Linked DNA regions of Mus musculus: region 1 is linked to region 2. Evidence: chromatin contacts called from public HiChIP or PLAC-seq data. All regions are on one chromosome and are shown on one strand. Each heading gives the region's core, a stretch centred on a gene start, on an enhancer-like site or on the middle of the called end of the contact. The rest is flanking DNA. Distances are from core to core; before and after follow the strand shown.

Region 1 (4,735 bases), core at 1,741-4,240, 890 kb before region 2:
AAGGAAGTAACTACAACTGAGAAAATGCCTGTAAAAAATTCATTAGTAGGGCATTTTCTGAATTATTAACAGTGCAGGGCCCAGCCCAATTTGAGTGGTGCAATTCCTAGGCTGGTGCTTCTGGGTTCTATAAGAAATTTGGCTGAGCAAACCATGATCAGCAAGGAGAGCCTTCCATAGTGTTTACATAAGCTCCAGCCTCTAGGTTCCAGTCCTTCTGGAATTCCTGTCCTGACTTCCTTTAATGGTGGACCATGTTGTAGAAGTTCAAGTCAAATAAACCCTCTCCTCTTCAACTTGCTTTCCGTCATGGTCTTTCATCACATCAACAGTAACCCTAACCAGGACAACATATGTACATTTTGCATACTAAAAACTCACACCTCCTACTGCCTACCCTTCTCATCCCTTCTCCCTGTCATTGAGTCACTAGAAATCTCTCTCACATTCATTTCTGTACATTTTGTTTGGAACACACTGAGATAAACTTGGGCCATCTGTGTGACCACGCATTTGGGATCTCCTTTGGAGCCTGGAGAGGCTTTGTAAGGTCTTGGAGTCTCCATTGGAGGTTTTTATGACTGGGATTGAGTCTGGTTGGGAGAGTGTTTCCCCAGCTCTCCTAAAGCTGTAGATGGGATCCTCAGACTAATAAAAGAACTACTGTGTCAGCGAATAGCTGTAATCTCAGCCGTCGAGGATGAAGGCAGAATTACAGCCTTGATGTCATTCTCAGCTAAATAGCCAAGTTTGAGACTAATGTGTGCTACGTGATGTATTCTAAGACTCTATCTCAAAAATACTGCAAGAAAAATATAAGGCAGCAAATAGAATGGCAGTATTTACACAAGGCCTGTGAAATAACAATAAAATAATTTATTCAATACATTCAATGTATTTATTCAATACATTTATTCAATACATAACTATTGCTAATATGGTCAATTAAAAATTATAAAATGACATGGGTTTTTTTTCCTCCTTTTTCCATTGGTATTCAAGACTAATCTTCCCCCCAAATTGGGATTTTTTTTTTACACTTAACTAATTTATCAAGTGACCTAAGATTTACTAAATGTATTGACAATGACCACAAGGCGGTTATTTTATAACAGAACTTATTTCTATAGTGACCCTTGTTTCAAGAGAAAGCTCTGAGGACACTGTGCTACAGAATGTTTTCTCACAGCTGTGACTATGAACACACCCAAAGTCACCATGCAAAGGACAATGTGTACTGATGGAGTGGGGCTGGGCAGCGGGTGTCATCTTCTCTTTATAGATTATCCGAAAACTAAATATACTTTCCACTCACATGATCTTAACTGTTTTCTTATAAACTCTAACCTACTTACCCTCCTTAGCTACTTGTAAAATACTTCAACACACAAACACACACACACACACACACACACACACACACACACACACAGACAGACAGACAGAGAAGACAGGAAAGAGGGGGAAGGATGAAGAGAGAGAGGAGAGACAGACAGACAGACACAGAGGAGACAGACAGGAAAGAGGGTGAGGGAGAGAGGAGGGAGGGAGGGAGGGAAGGAAGGAGGGAGGGAGGGAGTCAGACAGACAGATAGATGAGGAGACAGTCAGAAAAGAGAGGGAGTGAGGGAGAGAGGAAGGGGAGGGAGGAGAGAGAGAGAGAGAGAGAGAGAGAGAGAGAGAGAGAGAGAGAGAATTTTGTTGGATCATGGAAGGCTCTCCTTTAAGATAATGAGTCCAGAGGTGTAATTACTGGTGGGGTTTTCTGTTGTAATTACTAAACTCCTCTCAACCTCTGCAGTGACAGGAATCCCAATAACATTCACTTTGTACCTGTCAGGAAGCACTTGGGATGCGATAAACATCTTGTGTTTGCAAGCTCTGGTGCTGTAGCAAAGTTCTGCCTTAACAAACTACAGTAATGACCTGCTCTCTTCAACTCGTTCTGATTTTGTAATGAGAAAGTCCATTAAACTTGCATAACTTTATGCTGTGTGCATTAGACAAGCATGGAAGAAGGTGGCACACTTAGAGCATTCTTCAACAGTGTCTTGTTGCATTTTTTCCCTAAAATCCCAGATTTGTAACACTCCTTACCTGTATCTGTTCGCACTGATCCCTAGAGTGCTCAAGGGGATTTCATAACTGTGCTTAAACTCAAAACTACAGATGTCAGATTCTCAGGGGGAATGGATATGTGCAAAGCATAAGTTTCCATGGTGTTTACATGGACCAAAAGCACACTTCCACGACTTTTTTCCAGACCTCATTTCTCTTGCCTCTGTCTGTTTCTGCCTCTGTCTGTCTCTCTGTCTCTTTCTCTGACTCTTTCTGTCTCTCTGTCTCTGTGTCTCTCTCTGTCTCTGTGTCTCTTTCTGTCTCTCTGTCTCTGTCTCTCTGTCTCTCTGTCTCTGTCTCTCTGTCTCTGTCTCTCTGTCTCTGTCTCTCTGTCTCTCTGTCTCTGTCTCTGTCTCTGTCTCTGTCTCTGTCTCTCTGTCTCTGTCTCTCTGTCTCTGTGTCTCTCTGTCTCTTTCTCTGTCTCTCTGTTTCTGTCTCTCTCTGTCTCTCTGTCTCTGTCTCTCTGTCATCTCTCTGTCTGTCTCTGTCTGTCTCTGTCCGTCTCTGTCTGTCTCTGTCTGTCTCTGTCTGTTTCTGTCTGTCTCTATCTCTCTGTCTCTGTCTCTGTCTCTGTCTCTGTCTCTCTCTCTCTCTCTCTCTCTCACACACACACACACACACACACACGCACGCACGCACGCACACACGCACGCACGCACACACGCACGCACGCACACTCCTTAGATCCACCCATGCTCACTGGCAGGGCAAAATCTGTTTCAGCTGTCTCTGCCCTACCCTAACACAGATGTTAACACGTCTTCACCTACAGACCCCCATCTCTTCAGCACCATTCTTTGGTCCCTTTGTGACGAAAGGACCCTCAGCCAATACCCAGGTGCCTGGCTCACAAAGGCATGAGCAACACACATCAATGCTCGAGCTCTGGACATTCAGGCTGGCTTGGACTCCGGTCCTGTTGTGCCAACGCCAAGAGGCTCAGAAAACGAGCCCTGGTAACTCCACTCACCATGGCCAGCCAGTTCTGCCTTCCTCTGGCCCCACGCCTCTCACCCCTTAAACCTCTGAAATCCCACTTCACAGACTTCCAGGTTGGCATCTGTGTGGCAATCCAGCGCAGTGACAAACGGATTCACCTGGCTGTGGTCACAGAGATCAACAGAGAAAACTCCTGGGTCACAGTAGAGTGGGTTGAGAAAGGAGTCAAAAAAGGAAAGAAGATCGAACTGGAGACTGTACTTCTGTTGAATCCGGCTCTGGCCTCTCTTGAACACCAACGGTCACGTAGGCCCCTGCGCCCAGTGTCTGTAGTACCATCTACTGCCATTGGAGACCAGCGTACAGCCACCAAGTGGATTGCGATGATCCCACACAGAAATGAAACACCCTCAGGGGACAGCCAAACCCTGATGATCCCCAGCAACCCTTGTCTGATGAAGCGGAAAAAATCCCCCTGCCTACGGGAAATTGAAAAGCTGCAGAAGCAGAGAGAGAAGCGCCGCCGACTGCAGCTAGAGATCCGAGCTAGACGAGCCCTTGACATCAACACTGGAAATCCGAACTTCGAGACTATGCGCATGATTGAGGAGTATCGCAGGCGTCTAGATAGCAGCAAGATGTCCAGCCTGGAGCCCCCAGAAGACCACCGGATCTGTGTGTGTGTGAGAAAGCGCCCTCTTAATCAGAGAGAGACGACGATGAAGGACCTCGATATCATCACTATTCCCTCGCACAATGTAGTCATGGTCCACGAGTCTAAACAAAAGGTGGACCTGACCCGCTACTTGGAAAACCAGACCTTCTGTTTTGACCACGCCTTCGACGACAAGGCATCCAATGAACTAGTTTACCAGTTCACCGCCAGGCCTCTTGTGGAGTCCATCTTCCGAAAGGGCATGGCAACTTGCTTTGCCTACGGGCAGACTGGCAGTGGAAAAACCCACACGATGGGCGGAGCCTTTTTAGGAAAGGCCCAAGATTGTTCTAAAGGCATTTACGCCCTGGTAGCTCAGGATGTCTTCCTCCTACTAAAAACCCCAGCCTATGAGAAATTGGAACTCAAAGTCTATGGGACCTTTTTTGAGATCTATGGTGGCAAAGTGTACGATCTGTTGAACTGGAAGAAGAAACTACAAGTCCTGGAGGATGGAAATCAGCAAGTCCAAGTGGTGGGGCTGCAGGAGCAGGAGGTGAGCTGTGTGGAGGAAGTCCTGAATCTGGTGGAGCTCGGGAACAGCTGTCGGACTTCCGGTCAGACCTCGGTCAACGCCCACTCCTCCAGGAGCCATGCTGTGTTCCAGCTCATTCTCAAGGCTGGAGGGAAGCTGCACGGCAAGTTTTCCCTGGTTGACTTAGCTGGGAACGAAAGGGGAGCAGATACTGCCAAGGCCACCCGGAAGAGGCAGCTGGAAGGGGCTGAGATCAATAAAAGTCTGCTAGCCCTGAAAGAGTGCATCAGGGCTTTGGGTAAGAACAAGTCTCATACCCCATTCAGAGCCAGCAAACTCACGCAGGTGCTACGGGATTCCTTCATAGGGCAGAACTCCTATACGTGCATGATCGCGACAATCTCACCCGGGATGACTTCCTGTGAGAATACTCTCAATACTTTAAGATACGCCAACAGAGTCAAAGAATTAGCTTTAGAGGCAAGGCC
Region 2 (5,242 bases), core at 1,811-4,310:
TTCTTGAGCAAACACAAAAAACCCGCAGAACTCTGTGACAGTGAAGTAGCTCACCCCATTCATCACGGCCTCAGTTTGAATCAAAGAGAATCCCTTAACTACTAAAGGTCGCACTCGGGCATTCGCTTCAAGTGTTGGCAGTCATACAGGCTACAGAATCAGACAAGCATAGTTCAAAATGTAGCCACGCCATTTAACAGTTCTATCTTCCTGAATCTCAGCTCATTTATGAAAATGAAATTTATGTCACAGTAATAAAAGATTTCTAGTTGCAGGCATTAAACACATTTTGAAAAGTAGAGTCTTGCTCATTTTTACCTAGTGTCATGACTTACACATATGAAAATGATTAGCAAGGCTGAGGAGAGGGCTTGGTGAGCGTGCAAGCATTTGCATACACGGCAAGTATGAGGACTTGAGTTTGAATCTTCAAAACCATGGGGCGGTGGCGGGGGGAGGGGGGGCGGGCAGTAGCATGCATCTGCAATCACAGCGATTCTGTAGTGAGGTGGGAGACAGAGACAGAAAACCTCCTGGGAGTTCCTGGACTGGCTGGCATGGCTTATGAGACTTGACAACAACAACAGAATTCTGAGGTTTACCTCTGACTAGTACACAAATACACACACACACACACACACAGAGAGAGACAGGCAGACAGACAGACAGACAGACAGACAGACAGACAGACAGACAGAAGAAACAGAGAGACAGAGACAAGGAGACACACAGAGAGTGTGGCACAGTGCATACCTACACACACTCACACACACACACATATTATACATAAGCATGTATTAAAGTTGCTTAGGGAGAATTCTTAAAACTGAAACTGTGTAAGGTTTCCTAGTGTCTACCAATTTATTCATGTATTTAAACGTTATTTTATTTTATATATGATAAGTAGTTTGCCTGCTTGCATTTCTGTGCACCATGTGTGTACCTAGTGCTCCTGTATGCCAGAAGAGAGTGTCATATTCCCTGGAACTGGAGTTGCCTATGGCTGTCAGCTGCCAGGTGGGTGCTGGAAATCAAACCCTGGTCCTCTAGAAGAGCAGCCAGTTCTTTTCATCACTGAGCCACGCCTCCAGCCCAGTGTTAGTTCGATATTTAATCCTTACTGTGTGTTTAGAAGAATCTTTCTTTTCTGACCTCAACTTGGCTGTGACTTCTAACAGCCTTCTCCCAGACCGCAGTGACATTGACTGGGTTGATAATCACGCCTGTGGAAGAACAGGATCATGGAGAAAGTGACAGAGCGTAGAAAGACATGGCTACAGACATCACGACATCCTGAAGGACAGTGGCTGAGAGAGATCAGTCATCAGCCACTGTGCCCAGGACACACTCCTTGCTACTATTCTTCCTGCTCTCCCTCAATCTTGCCATGTAAGGAAATCAGGCAGAGGAAAACCAAAAGCCTAACCACCCTCTCGGTAGAAGCAGGGATAAATGATCTACGGGGATCCTGGGTTCCATCCAACTTCTCTTTCCTGACAGAAAGTCATCATCACTTCAGCTTAGGCAGAACTTGACCTTCTCCTCTCCACCTCCTTTTAAAAAAGATTTATTTATTTTATGTATATGAGTACACTTGTAGCTGTCTTCAGACACACCAGAAGATGGCATCAGATACCATTACAGATGGTTGGGAGCCACCATGTGGTTGCTGGGAATTGAACTCAGGACCTTTGGAAGAGGAGTCAGTGCTCTTAACTGCTAAGCCATCTCTCCAGCCTTTGACTTTCTTCTTAATGTTGCCCCATCACACACGGCAATGAAGGCAAAATGATTTGCTAGGGACAGACAGAGATCAGGCTGCTGAGAGAGCCAAAAGAGGTTTTCAACATCAGCTGTAAAGACTACTTGACTGCCACAGTGGAGAGATCGCACCACATGAAACAGCTAGTGAGCCTGATAGGCATGTCCTATTTCAGGTAGGACTGACCTCATCATAAGAAACACCATCATAACAAAAATGCCGTATTTTACATTGTAGGATCCCGATGTTAACTCACTCATGGAGGAGGACAAACAGGGGGAGGTGGAGGAAGATTCCGGATCAATACAACAAATGATAGCCACTTGGAGCATAATGTAATTGGTTTTGACATCTATGCTAAAATATGGAAGACCAAAAACATGAGTCAGGCCAGGTCCTCCTGCTCTTTCTAGTCACCATTTCGGGGTGGGGGGAATAAACCCACTATTAATGTGAAGCTCAGTCCCAGTTAGCTACAGGAAGCAAAATCTACCAGCAGAGTAGCCCATCGTCTCAGGAGGCATCCTACAGATCAGAAGCATGGGTATCTGATGTTAGCCGTGCCGCGGAAAAGGAAAAAGAAATCTTGGTTCAAATAGAAACAGAGAGGTTTGGTTTCTTAATGTGGATTTACATACCAAACATATTTCCTGCCAGAGCCCCAGGAAAGGCCCCTCTCTCCTTTCACCATAAGGCTGGAAAGCAGGGTTCCTAGGAGATAGAGCTAGAAGCCAAAAGCTTGTGTGGTGGCGCCTCGTGGTCCCTCTTGGAAACGGGTGAAAAACAAAGCCCGGGCTCAAGGGAGGTCTTGGCTCTCCTAGACAGCCCATCCTCCTCCCAGTTCCGTAGATTTAAAGGGTAGGGCGCAAAAATCGGTTCAGGGACCTCCGGAGTGGTGATAGGCGAAGTCTCATTGTTCTGGAGGTGTGTGACTTGAGAGGTCTATGTCCTTGTCTGAATAAACCTTAGCAATAACCCTCGAGTCTGTGTTAGCAACTAATCCCACACTGTCTAGTCTCCAAAGAGAGGGGAGCGGTCTTCAGCCCTGCGGTGGAGATGTTGGAGCTGGACTCTGAGTTCGCAGGCCCGGGGTGCGGAGTCACATCACTCCACCCGGGCTCCCAGCCCACCTAGAGTCACGAGGTGCGGGAAGCGCCAGGAGCACGCGGCAGGTGCGCCAAGTCCCCCGGGTCCCCGCCCTGCTCGCTGCCTGGCGCCTCTCCGCGGCAGCCAAGCGCTGGAGCGGAGAGGAGGAGCCTCGGGCACGGAGCGGGTGGAGTCGGAGGGCGGTGGAGGCGGATTTCCTGGGAGGGCTCTCTGGAGCTACCATGGCGTTTGGGAAGAGTCACCGCGATCCTTACGCTACCTCTGTGGGTCACCTCATAGGTAAGGAGGCGCAGGGAGTAACATCCCGGCTGGCTTGGGGAACCGTGGGAGCTTTGCCGGTTCCACTCCATTCTCGATTGGAGGGTGGGGGGCGAGTTGGACCAAGTCGGAGGAAATGCTACCCTCCCCCGCAGCTTTCCCACGCCACCTGCGTGCCACCTGCGGCCACTTTCCACCTTTCTGAGTTTGGCTCACTCATACCAGAACCTCTCCGAAAAAAATGCAAAGTTCAAAATGCTGGGCGAGTGGAGCAAGCAGGTGGCCCGCAGCACAGCACTGCGTGGAGTATTGGGACCGCTGGGAGGAGAAAGTGGAAACTTCTTGACCCGGGGAAGGTTCTTCATAAAGTGCGTCGTCCACTCTCAGCACCTTATTGTTATACCCATTTTACAGACCAGAAAGAGAGATCTGAGACGCTAATTGACGTGATCTCACCCTGAGAGGCAGGTTTCTCCAAACCAATTTTCTCCAGCGCACAGCCCAAGCGATGTGAGCCGGCCTTTTGCTTAAAGAGGGAGATTGGGAGAGGGGCCGTCTGCAGTCACTGAGGCTCTTAGACCACGCATCACCCTCCAATCCAGCCAGCCTGGTCCTTCCTTATCCCTTGTGTTTGTGTTCTGAATTACAGAGGTGGATGCAGAAGTCACTGACTACATACAATTGGCTTTTTGCCACCTCAGCTCCCTTCTTTACCCTGCCCCCTCCCTTGGGGACAGGGTGTGGCACCAGGGTGTATTAATGACAGGCAAACTGTTGGGAACTTGGTGGGGTGATGAAATCCTATGAACCTGGTAGTTCTAAGACTCAGTCTCAGAAAGTTTAGATTGGAAGTAAGTTAAACTAACTGCTGCGGGGATGGGCCGCACCTTTGAACTTAAACCTGAGTTTCCACATCTTTACAATACTGCAAGAGAGCTGCCCTCTAGGAAAAGCACTGTAACTGCCCATCTCCTTGCTGAATAGTATGTCTTAGAACGAGTTCCGAGCAGAAATGGATCCTCGCTGAAGCTTCGCAGGCAAAAGGCACTTCGGCAATGTCCGATTATCCCTTAGTTTTGAAAACATTTAGAACTACTAGCTGGATGCCTTCGGGAAGGCATAGTCCCATCCCCCAGGGAACTTACCTGGTGATAAGGAGAATGGCCATATTCTGCAGCATCCACTGTTAAGATACCCTTATAATACTGAAAGATACCACGTAGTTTGCAAACAAAACTTTAAAAAAGGGAGAAACGAACTCGGCCACAGCCTTTGAAGTGTGAATAAGAGTTCTCTAGGAATGAGCATGTTGAGAGAAAGAAGTATCCAGATGGAAGAACAATGTGTGCCTAGCGACACGAGCAAGATGGCCCAGCTTTGTCCATTTAGAACCCCATTAAAGCCACACACTATGGTTTGCACCGTACATGGGTATCTTTGTCATAGATGCCAATAAGCAGGCAGACAGTACAGTAATGTTTCTCAACCTGTGGGTTGAGACCCTTTGGGGAAGGGGTTCCAATGACCCTTTCACAGGGATCCCCTAAAACCGTGGGAAAACACTGATATCTACGTTGCAATCTATAACTAGCAAAATTGCAGTTGTGAAGTAGGCAGTGAAAACAATTTTATGGTTGGGGGTCACCATAACATAAGGAAGTGTACTAAAGAGTCAGAGCATTAGGAGGGTTGAGACCCACTGCGTTAGCGGTTTTCTGACCCTGGTCCTGTGTCCTTAATGAAGTCATCTAGAGAAGGAAATGTCAAGGGTGTGAGTATGTAAATCTGCCTGGTGTAAGTTTGATGCCGGAAGCCATCTTGCTCTGTAATTGTGCTAGCTCTGCCTTTTTTTTTTCCTCACACCCCTCCCGATACATACTTTAAAAATATAAATATCGCAAATACCCTTGATTTGAATGCAAGTTCCCCATCATACTTGATGTGTGACCTAGGTTAATCTCCTTACTCTCTCTGAATTTCTCTTTCATCATCTGTAACCATGGGTTAAAAGAGAATAGACTTAGTGATGTGCTGTTCACCTCGTCCGTGTCTGCCCAGTAAGGCACAGATCTCTAGTTCTGGCTTCTGAAAGCCACTGGAGGCTGGAGATTTGTT

What was found. HiChIP or PLAC-seq counts read pairs in DNA pulled down with a chosen protein or histone mark.
Region 1: a contact with region 2 is called in an H3K4me3 HiChIP or PLAC-seq map of embryonic forebrain, with 9 times the contacts expected there. The contact joins the promoter of Kif2b here to the promoter of Tom1l1 in region 2. A contact is called at or near these places in 10 of 39 promoter capture datasets (the 3T3-L1 cell line, the C10 cell line, cranial neural crest and 4 more), 1 of 484 Hi-C or Micro-C datasets (cortical neurons), 5 of 115 datasets of contacts at active chromatin or transcription factors (astrocytes, embryonic forebrain, embryonic stem cells and 1 more) and 1 of 9 other capture datasets (embryonic stem cells).

What each region holds. Positions count from the first base shown.
Region 1 is chr11:91,575,810-91,580,544 of GRCm38.p6, reverse strand. It overlaps Kif2b (kinesin family member 2B), which reads left to right and starts at 2,990. Exons shown (of 1, transcript NM_028547.3): 1 at 2,990-4,735. The coding sequence starts at 3,090.
Region 2 is chr11:90,685,419-90,690,660 of GRCm38.p6, reverse strand. It overlaps Tom1l1 (target of myb1-like 1 (chicken)), which reads left to right and starts at 3,060. Exons shown (of 16, transcript NM_001357543.1): 1 at 3,060-3,148. The coding sequence starts at 3,091.